Regions from separate parts of the Rattus norvegicus genome. Here region 2 is linked to region 1. The links are chromatin contacts, called in public Hi-C maps. All regions are on one chromosome and are shown on one strand. Each heading gives the region's core, a stretch centred on a gene start, on an enhancer-like site or on the middle of the called end of the contact. The rest is flanking DNA. Distances are from core to core; before and after follow the strand shown.

Region 1 (4,488 bases), core at 1,089-3,588:
AAAAGGAGGAAGAACAGATACAGAATATCCTCAGTAAATCTCAGGAACACTGTGCGAGGGGAGAAAGGCACAAACTGAATCACCCCACTTGTCTTAGCCACCGTTCTATTGCAGCTGTGAAGACAGAGTGAGCCAGGAGACGCTTATGAAAGAGAGCACTGACTGGGGGCCTGCTTACAGTTTCAGAAGTTAGGCCGTTGCAATCATGGTGGAAGCACGGCAGCGCTCAGGCAGACATGGTGATGGAGAAGTAGCTGAGAGGTCTATACATAGGCAGAAAGAGAGCGACTGCGCCTGCTGTGGGCTCTTGAAACCTTAGAGCCCACCCCCAGTGACGCACTTCCTCCAACATGGCCACACCTCCTAACCCCTCTAATCCTCTCACATAGCCCCACTCTCTGACTAAGCATTCCAATATATTAGCTTCTAGGGGTCATTTTTATCCAAACCACCATACCATTTATATTAATTAACAGTGCTAGAAAACCTACTCTTTGGTAATAAAAAAAAGGCCGATAGCTGCATGGAGTTGAACTCCAGCAAACTGTGGCATGCAAGGGGACCTGAGGGGATCTGGCGGGGTGATGAGGTGCACTACATTATAATTTGTGTGGTGGTTACGAGCAAATGTGTGCCAAAATCTACTTAACTCTACAGCCAGGACAAAAGCATTTTACTTTCTCAAAAATATAGTTTAATAAAGCTGAATTAAAACTCCCTAAGGGGGCAGGAGAGATGGCTCAGTGGTTAAGAGCACTGACTGCTCTTCCAGAGGTCCTGAGTTCAATTCCCAGCTACCACATGGTGGCTCACAACCATCCGTAATGGGATCTGATGCCCTCTTCTGGTGTGTCTGAGACAGCTACAGTGTAGTCACATATAATACATAAATAAATCTTATCTAAAAACTCTCTAAGGGAGCCATTTTTGCTTTTCCCTCTCTAGTTTATGATGTTATATCAAAATAGGAGGCTGTTATGGGTAAGATTTGGCTTCACCTTCTCAGTGGCAAAGCGATTTTTTAGTGGATTTGTCGGCCGCCTCAGAAATCACAGAGGATGGGAGTCTGCTCCTCTGCTCTCTTGCACCTCTGTTCTTCTCTGTGTGGTGGACAGAGGCTGTCCACGTGGCAGAGGAGAAGATCTTTGGCTAGTTCACCTCTAATTCTAAGACCCAAAATGCAAGCATTTTGTCCAACTCCAATTGTCAATAAACACTAACATAAGTTGTAAGCTCTCCCATGTGTCACCATAGTGCTCAGGACAATGGGGACCTGTGTGAACCAAATCAGCACTGTGTGGCCTCAAAGAGGGGTGAGAGGTAAGGCAGGGTGCGGGACAACGATCCCATCAGAATCAGAAGCCTAGAGTTGGGGAGATTAACATCCCAGCCAGGGTGTACGTGCTTGCCTTCCTAACGCCACAGAAGTCCGTCACATCTTCCAAGACGATTGACACAGTGTTCGGAAATAAAAATCAAAAGAAATAAATAAATAATAAAATGTGGGGCTGGGGATTTAGCTCAGTGGTAGAGCGCTTGCCCTGGGTTCGGTCCCCAGCTCCGAAAAAAAGAACCAAAAAAATAATAATAATAATAATAATAATAATAATAATAATAATAATAATAATAAAATGGATGAGGCCGGAGAGATGGCTCAGCCGTTAAGAGCGTTCACAGCTCTTCCAGAAGGCAGGAGCTCAATCTCCAGCTCACACGGCAGAACGCAGCCGTCTGTAACTCTAGTCCCAGGGGATCCGGCACGCTCTTCTGGCCTCTGAGGGCACCAGGCATGCGTATGGTACACAAGTATACCCACCCATATATAAGTGAAAGATTAATTAAATTCGTTTACTTGGTTGTTTGTTTTAAAAGATGGAAGTCTCGGGTTATTTACACAAACCTGCCCTTACAAATAGCTAGGAGAAAACATTTGAGACCACAATCCTTTTTTCCTCCATGATCTTAATGATGTTTTTGATACAGAAAAACAAAGATAACATGGTGGAGGGCTATTGTTCTTTCCTTCCTAACCACTGTAATCCTTTGGGGAGAAAAATACACAAGAACACCTATGCACAACGTCTTCATAAGCGTTAGCATGTCCGTGTGACTGTGCTCTCAGTATTTAGTGAGTCAAACGTTTTTTATCTCTGGGAATATTTCTCAGCAGCCCAATATGGTGGCAGCTTCTGCTCTCCCCCGTGCCTCCGTGTCAGAGAATACACAGAAGAGGAAATCAAAAGCCCTATTTCCTCAGCTGACAGCAGAGAGGGCAGCAGAGGGAACACAATCTAAGGCTGGCAACCAGCCCTCTTTCTCCCAGAGGAAAATTACCAGAACTCACTGCTGAGTGACTAAGGACTGCCTGGTATTCTCATCTCACAGGAGGCTGAGCAGACACAGCTCTGTAAACATGAGAGAGGGAAGCCAGGATTCCACCCTGAGACCCAGCCACTGCCACTGACCAGGTGGTCTTACCGCCTCACCCCATGGACTTCAGACAGACAGCCTGGAATGTTCCTGGGCAAAAGGCCCTCGAAAGCTTCCTGGCACAGCCACAGAGAGGATCCACAGAATAGCCGTGATGATGAGAGGAGACACCAGCTTCTTAGCGCTGTGATTGTGAGAACAGAAGCTCTCAGTAGCCTGTTCGCTGACATAGGGGTCTGGAAGAGATGAGTCAACACTGGGGCTCAGCCTTGACTGTAGCTTCCTTGTGTCTGTTCTAGGACAGCTGTGTTCTCAAAGCCTACACGGTGGCAAAACAGAAACTGAAGAGAAATCAGAAAGCAATTGTAATGTGCTGCAGGGCGCTCGGGAGAGCAGGCCCTGCACCTCATCTGAGCAGCACAGGAGAGCTGACCCTAGTAGCAGAGGAAGGCACTGGTGGGCCTGCCCCAAGGGTATGAGAAGAGAAGAGCCTGTCACAGGCTGCAGAACGCAGACCCTGCACCCTGACGGGGTAGTATAGCAGAGTTGGCTCTGGAGAGCTGCACTGGGTGGCCTAGGCCTGTGCAATGCCAGAGAGCTTGCCCTGGCGATAAGGCTGACCAGCTCAGCTACCACCCAGGCCTAGATCTAGGCCTCTGATTGGCCCATCCCAAAGTCTATATCATCTGCAAAAGGTTGGGCCACATGGAAGGGCCAGTCCTGCTGCTCCAAAGCTTCAGGATCCCCAGGACTCAGGGCAGCAACAGGATAACTGGGAGGGGTTCCAGTGAGGATCCAATATTGATGGTGTCACAGAAGCCAGAGACCTCGAACCAGACCAATGAACGTCTGCAAGCGAAGATCCGTGGTCATGGGGCTATACTGTGGGACACACTGTGACGTACACACACAAGCCTTCACAGTGGGATATTTTCATTGTTGTTGTTTGTATTTTATTTGGGGGGGGAGGTTTCAAGTGGAGGGGTGGATATGAAGGGATGGAGAGATGAGAGGGACTGGGGTGCATAATGTGAAACTCACACTCAATAAAAAAGGGTTTTCTTTTTAATGTGTTGCGGGGATACAAAAGATTTCCACATTCTGCTTGTATTTTAGTTGTATCTGTCATAGCGTATAAAATCTGAGACCTTCTGACTTCTTGCTGTATTTCAGCCCCCAGCAGGAAAGCAGGGTTGCTCAAACAGCCAATGAATGAATGAGACAGTGCCTAGTTTTCCTCCAGGGTCACTGTGATCATGAGTATATACCACAGTGTGTGTGTGTATGTGTGTGTATGTGTGTGTATGTGTGTGTGTGTGTGTGTGTCCATCTGTCCATGTGTATCTGCATATGTATACATGTATTGGTGTGCATGTGCTGGAGTATGTGTCACCTTTGTGCATGTGCTTCTTGGTGTGTGTGTGTGTGCACGCGTGTGCATGAGTGTGTGTGTGCATGTGTGTATTGGTATATGTATACATTTATTAGTGTATGTGTATCTGTGTATGTGTTGGTGTGTAAAAGTTTTGGTGTGTGTTGTGCTTGTGTGTGTCTTTGTATCTGTCTATGTGTATGTGTTGGAGTATATATGTGTGTGAGTGTTGGCATGTCTGTGGAATCATGTTTGCATGTGTGTGCTCATGTGTACATTCACTGAATTCTAGTTTCTGAAGCACTGATGTCCAAGAAAACTATGATTTCTTTTTTTCCCCTTTTAGCTATCTAGTTGACAAAAGTAGGATGCTATCTTCTCAGAATGTCCTGCCCCATGATAAAGTATGCCTTTAACTGTATCCTTCCTTAGTAAGAAGGAAGAAAGGTAAGTCAGGACAATCCTACTAAGATCAACACTAGAGTGAATCAGAGGCCTGTGGCATCAGGGGCAAGCATAAGACAGAGCCACTGCCTTCCCACAGCCAAACGCAGCTGAAAGTGTCCTGAGCACACCCTCCCCGCAGGCCCTTGGGTCACCGTTACTTCCCACCAGCTCCTCATTTTAGAAATGCTTTACTCCACAAGCCACACTTCTAATTAATTCCCTCATTGTTCTGACCAAAC
Region 2 (4,597 bases), core at 956-3,455, 100 kb before region 1:
ATGCCACATGCACCCTGTCCACAAGCCTCCATAAATCCTACGGGGTAATGGAAGCCAGGAAACAGATCTGTTCTCTATTCCGAGGCCACAGAGCCAAGAACTCCCCAAAGTTCTTGCGTCAGAATGACTGCTCTCTAACCACGCTGGGTGTTCTTTCCTGACCCCACCTGGCAAGTGACCATAACGTCTCTTGGAATTATCTACCTCCTCCAGGTTCCCAGTAAGGAGCCAAGGGTCAGGAACTTGCTTCTAGCACTTTCCAGCAAAGGGTGGCATCCTTAGTCATGCAGTATCTCTCCCTCTGCTTCTTGATCACAGACTGTGTTTTGTTTATTGGGTTGGTTTTGGTTATGTCAATATGTATCTTGTTTTGGGGTGTTGACCCCTTTCCTCTGCCATCTACACCTATGGCCAGGCAAAGCTACCTCTAAACCTAAGCCAGCCTTCACACCTGCATCCCCTTTGACCACAGAAACTGGTTCCAGGCCAGGACCTGCTCTAAGCAAGTTAGAACATTTTGCAAGAGTTATTCAGGGAAGCATCCTGCTTCCTGCTGGACTTGAATCTGAGCCAATGCTGGGGACCCACTGAACAGTTTGCCTGGGAGTTTCCTGGCTTTAACGCTGAAAGTCCCACATCTGAGGAACCTCCTTGGTGTTCTGTCACTTGAAGTGATGTGGACGCTGGAGCTGCTATAACTGTGTTCCACATACAACCTGACAATCAAGCCAGCAGAGAATGAAAGGCCCCAGGATGTAGAAAGTCCTCATTCCCTCTCTTTTCATAGCCCACTGTGTCCCTTAGACCAACATAAATGGAACCTCCTGACGCTTGTCACAGCTCCATGACGTAACACAGGTTTAACTTCCTGGAGGTTCAGGTAAAGCAGCTGTGAAACCAGAATGACATCCTCCATAGATTAAATGTGACAATAGTGTCAAGAGCCTATCTGGGTACCTACCACACAATAACTGCCAAATAACTTTTCTTTTATAAGCTAGAGGCCTCATAAATGCTACAGGGAGATGACTATAGAGTAACAAAACAAGAGATGCTCCAGCCCTGATTGTTGATCACACGGACAAGGGGAACTGAAAAGCAGCTGGAAAGTGACCTTGCTGAAGTCCTTCAGCTAGTGACAGCCCAGACTAGAAGATCCCCTGAGCTCTGGCTCAGTTCTCACCAATACATTAGGAACTCCTCCCTGCTTTGCTGGCCCAGGGATACTAAGCTGAGGGTGCACAGGGGAGAATGAGTCTCTCCCAGCCCAAGAGACAACACCCAAGTATCATAACTGTGGCATGACAAAGGACAGCCATGTCCAGAGCAAGGGCACCTGACCAGCCATCCTCAGTGGACATCAGGTCAGGGTCCTCATGGGAAATGACCAGTGAAGCTCTCTGGTAATAGATGACCTCTCCAAACAGAATATCAGTCATGGGCATACGTTTGAGCTTATGACATGGGAGCCCCTTCTTCTGCTAACTCCTAATAGTGAAGCACATCTCTTGTGGTTGCCAGCTTGTCCCCTGTCCCTAAAATGTATATACCAAGGTACTAATGCCACCAGTATTGGGGGTGATATTGGGGGTCACACCTTTGGGAGTTATTTGCATGTGTGGGGAACCCTTTATTCTGGGGTCAGTTTTCTTGATGAAGAGATGGTCACTCCTGTTCTCCCTCGATCTCAGATGCCCAGCCCTCAGAACTGAAGCTTCAGTTTGTTTCGCCCAACCCTTGGTATCTATTTTAGCCGACCTAGCTGACTGAGATTGTTAACTGTAAGATTCAGACACAAACTTTAAGCTGTTTTAATTTATTTTTCCTGAGAAAGTAAAGTTTTGCTTCAAAAGGAAGCCACAGCTATCTTTGTAAACCCTTTTCCCAGAACACACACACACACACACACACGCACACGCACACGCACACGCACACACACACACCCCAAGTGGATTAAAGACAGGGAAGGCATGAGAGGCCTAGACTTTGTTGTCACCCGGGGAATAGCCCAGTTCTTGGATGTTCTGTTCTCTCCTCTAGGTTGGAGGTGTAGCCAAGGCTCAACAGAGCACCAGGCAGTAGAACCAGTCTGTTGCACTGGTGATTCATTTGCTGTGTCCACAGCCTCCTCTATTACAGCCTGGGCTGGTTTTACTCTAAGATGACTTGAGGTCATAAAAGGAATAGTCTCCTTGACTGCCACATGTTTGGAAGAGATATTTGGGACATAGTGGCCAAGTGAGTTCCCCCAGGACTTCTGGGCTTGAGCCCAGCTGCTTCAGAAAGTCTAAGAGGAATGTACAGTAATGAACTGAGGGAGTTCTCCTTGCTACAATGGAGCAGCCACCTCTGCTAGCTCAGGGTCAGAAAGGGGAGCATATCACCCACTGTGCACTGATATGTCCTCATGTGGCTAGGAAGGCCGGAAACCATACCCTAGGTGTAATGGTGCAGGGTTTAAGGGCCCATCTTAGCATTTTTTTTAGTCTCACAGGTTCTTAACTACCTGACAAAGAACACCAAGATGAGATTGTGACTTTAGCACCGGCTGGTAAAGCGGGATTCAAGGTCCTAGCTTCATTCAGAGGCCATACAGAAGACTTTATCCTTCCTGTCCTTTGCCTATCTGAGCCTCTGAACCCACAAAGAGGCAACGTGGCCAAACTCCTCACATATGCAGGACTTTTCACCAGCACTTAGGGGTCTCAAAATCATCCCCCTCATGTTCTCCCTCACCCCAAGTCCAAATGCAAGCATAGGCTCCCTCAGCAACCCACTCGTATCGCTTTGCCGTGAAGGCATTCCTTAACTTCCGCAACGTGAAAACCAAACCAGCAAAAACCTAATCTTAAAGACTTAAATATTAGGTGTGATGGAGAGTGCTTGTAATCACAGCCATTCGGAGGCTAAGACCAGAAGATTACAATTCTGAGGCCAGGCTACATAAAGAAACCCTCTCTCAAAATAAGAAACCAAAGGGAATAAAGTCAGGGTACAGAAGAGGAAGTTAAACATTAACATATGTGTTTCCGAACACCCAATAGACAGCTCAACCCAGACACCAATAACTGAAGGACAGCTCTCTCTACCGGGCCAGGACCCAGATCAAACTTTGGAAAACTATTGCCTCATTAAGCCTGGGTTAATCAAGGGAAGAGGGCTAATAATGTAGTCACTTGTTAGTAGGCTTATAAAAGTTGCTAAGCTAACTTAACTCCAGATGCATAATTCTACTGATTTTTTTTTCCACTTTAGTACTCCCTCTGTCACATTTTCTCTCATCATCTATTATAGTACCCAGGACAATTTTGGGAACCTAAGGAAAACTTGATTTCGAAGCACACAGGCTTGTGCATGAGTAGCAAGTATTCCTACAAGTAGTTAAATGTCAACTATTATAGAATAAAATTAACTTCCAAGAGTATTTTGACATGTATTTTATTAAAATTTCCACCAACAATGATATTATAAAAACTATAGCCTGAGATTATTATCACTAAATATTCCTTGATACAGTTGCTAAACTAAAAACATCTGTTTCATTGATTACTCGTGTGTGTGTGTGTCTGTGTGTGTGTGTCTCTGTGTGTGTGTCTGTGTGTGTGTCTGTGTGTGTGTCTGTGTGTGTGTGAGTGTGTGTGTGTCTGTCTGTCTGTGTGTGTGAGTGTGTGTGTGTGTGTGTGTGTGTGTGTGTGTGTTAAGTTCTATCTACTTTATCACCTGTGTGCCTGTGTGGATGGTTTTATCTATTATAATGACCAAGATACTGAATAGTGACCAGAACTCAATGATCCCTTTATTTTATATGGTAAGCACATGATGTGTTCTGCTGATCTCAACAATATTTTTATTAAAGGCTGAAGAAAATATTAATTTCCTTTAAAAACTTACTCTACTGCGATATTTTGGGCCACATGTAGCTCCTTTAACTTCTCTCTTTCATGTATACTCAATTCACTCTAAAGTATAACTCCCCCAATAACTATAAACACTGTGGCCCAATCTCTATCTCTTGTGGAAGCAAAAATTCTGCGTACAACATCCCTGACATTTGAAAAATTCAGAATGGGATTGCTCCAGCATTTCTGCTTTCCATTTCATTCTACAAATCCAGCAGAGCATGAGAGAAAGTAGTCAAATGTAACCATAATGAGCATAAAGGTTTACATTTTTAAAAACTTCTGTTAGGCCATTTTAATTCTCGGCTTATGCTGAACACTTTGAGCTTGTACCAGCGACATACCCAAAACATCTAAGGCATCTGTGCGGCCGCCAGTTTCAAATCCTCGCACAGTGATAAGACAGTGGAATTTTTAAATAAACCAAATGGGCTTTTTGGCCAAGCCTTTTTTCTGAGTCATGTGAAAATGTCTTTAACGCTATTGACCAAGGTGGCTTGTGTCTTTCTTCACACTCTCAAAGGACTGAGTGGGAAGTAGGTTTGACCATTTGCCCATCGGGACTTGAAGAATGCAGTGTCCCAAGCAGGCAGCCTGGCACTCAGCAAACTTCATTAGCATAAAGCAGATAGGCATGTCCCATGAGGCCATGCTTCCAGTAAAGGGTGGAGCCAAAGAAGTCAGCCGACCAAAGGAAA

The links. Hi-C and Micro-C count contacts between places; a contact is called where the count stands out from the background.
Region 2: a Hi-C map of mammary epithelial cells shows a contact between it and region 1, with 1.6 times the contacts expected there. The contact joins two enhancer-like sites.

Annotation. Positions count from the first base shown.
Region 1 is chr9:87,646,306-87,650,793 of GRCr8, reverse strand. No RefSeq gene overlaps it. Among named protein-coding and RNA genes, the nearest start is that of Kcne4, 47 kb to the left of the region's middle. Within about 2 kb of position 2,338, at least 61 of the 93 cell types and tissues checked have an H3K27ac peak or open chromatin away from gene starts, as enhancers often do.
Region 2 is chr9:87,750,584-87,755,180 of GRCr8, reverse strand. No RefSeq gene overlaps it. Among named protein-coding and RNA genes, the nearest start is that of Trnat-agu20, 30 kb to the left of the region's middle. Within about 2 kb of position 2,205, at least 8 of the 93 cell types and tissues checked have an H3K27ac peak or open chromatin away from gene starts, as enhancers often do.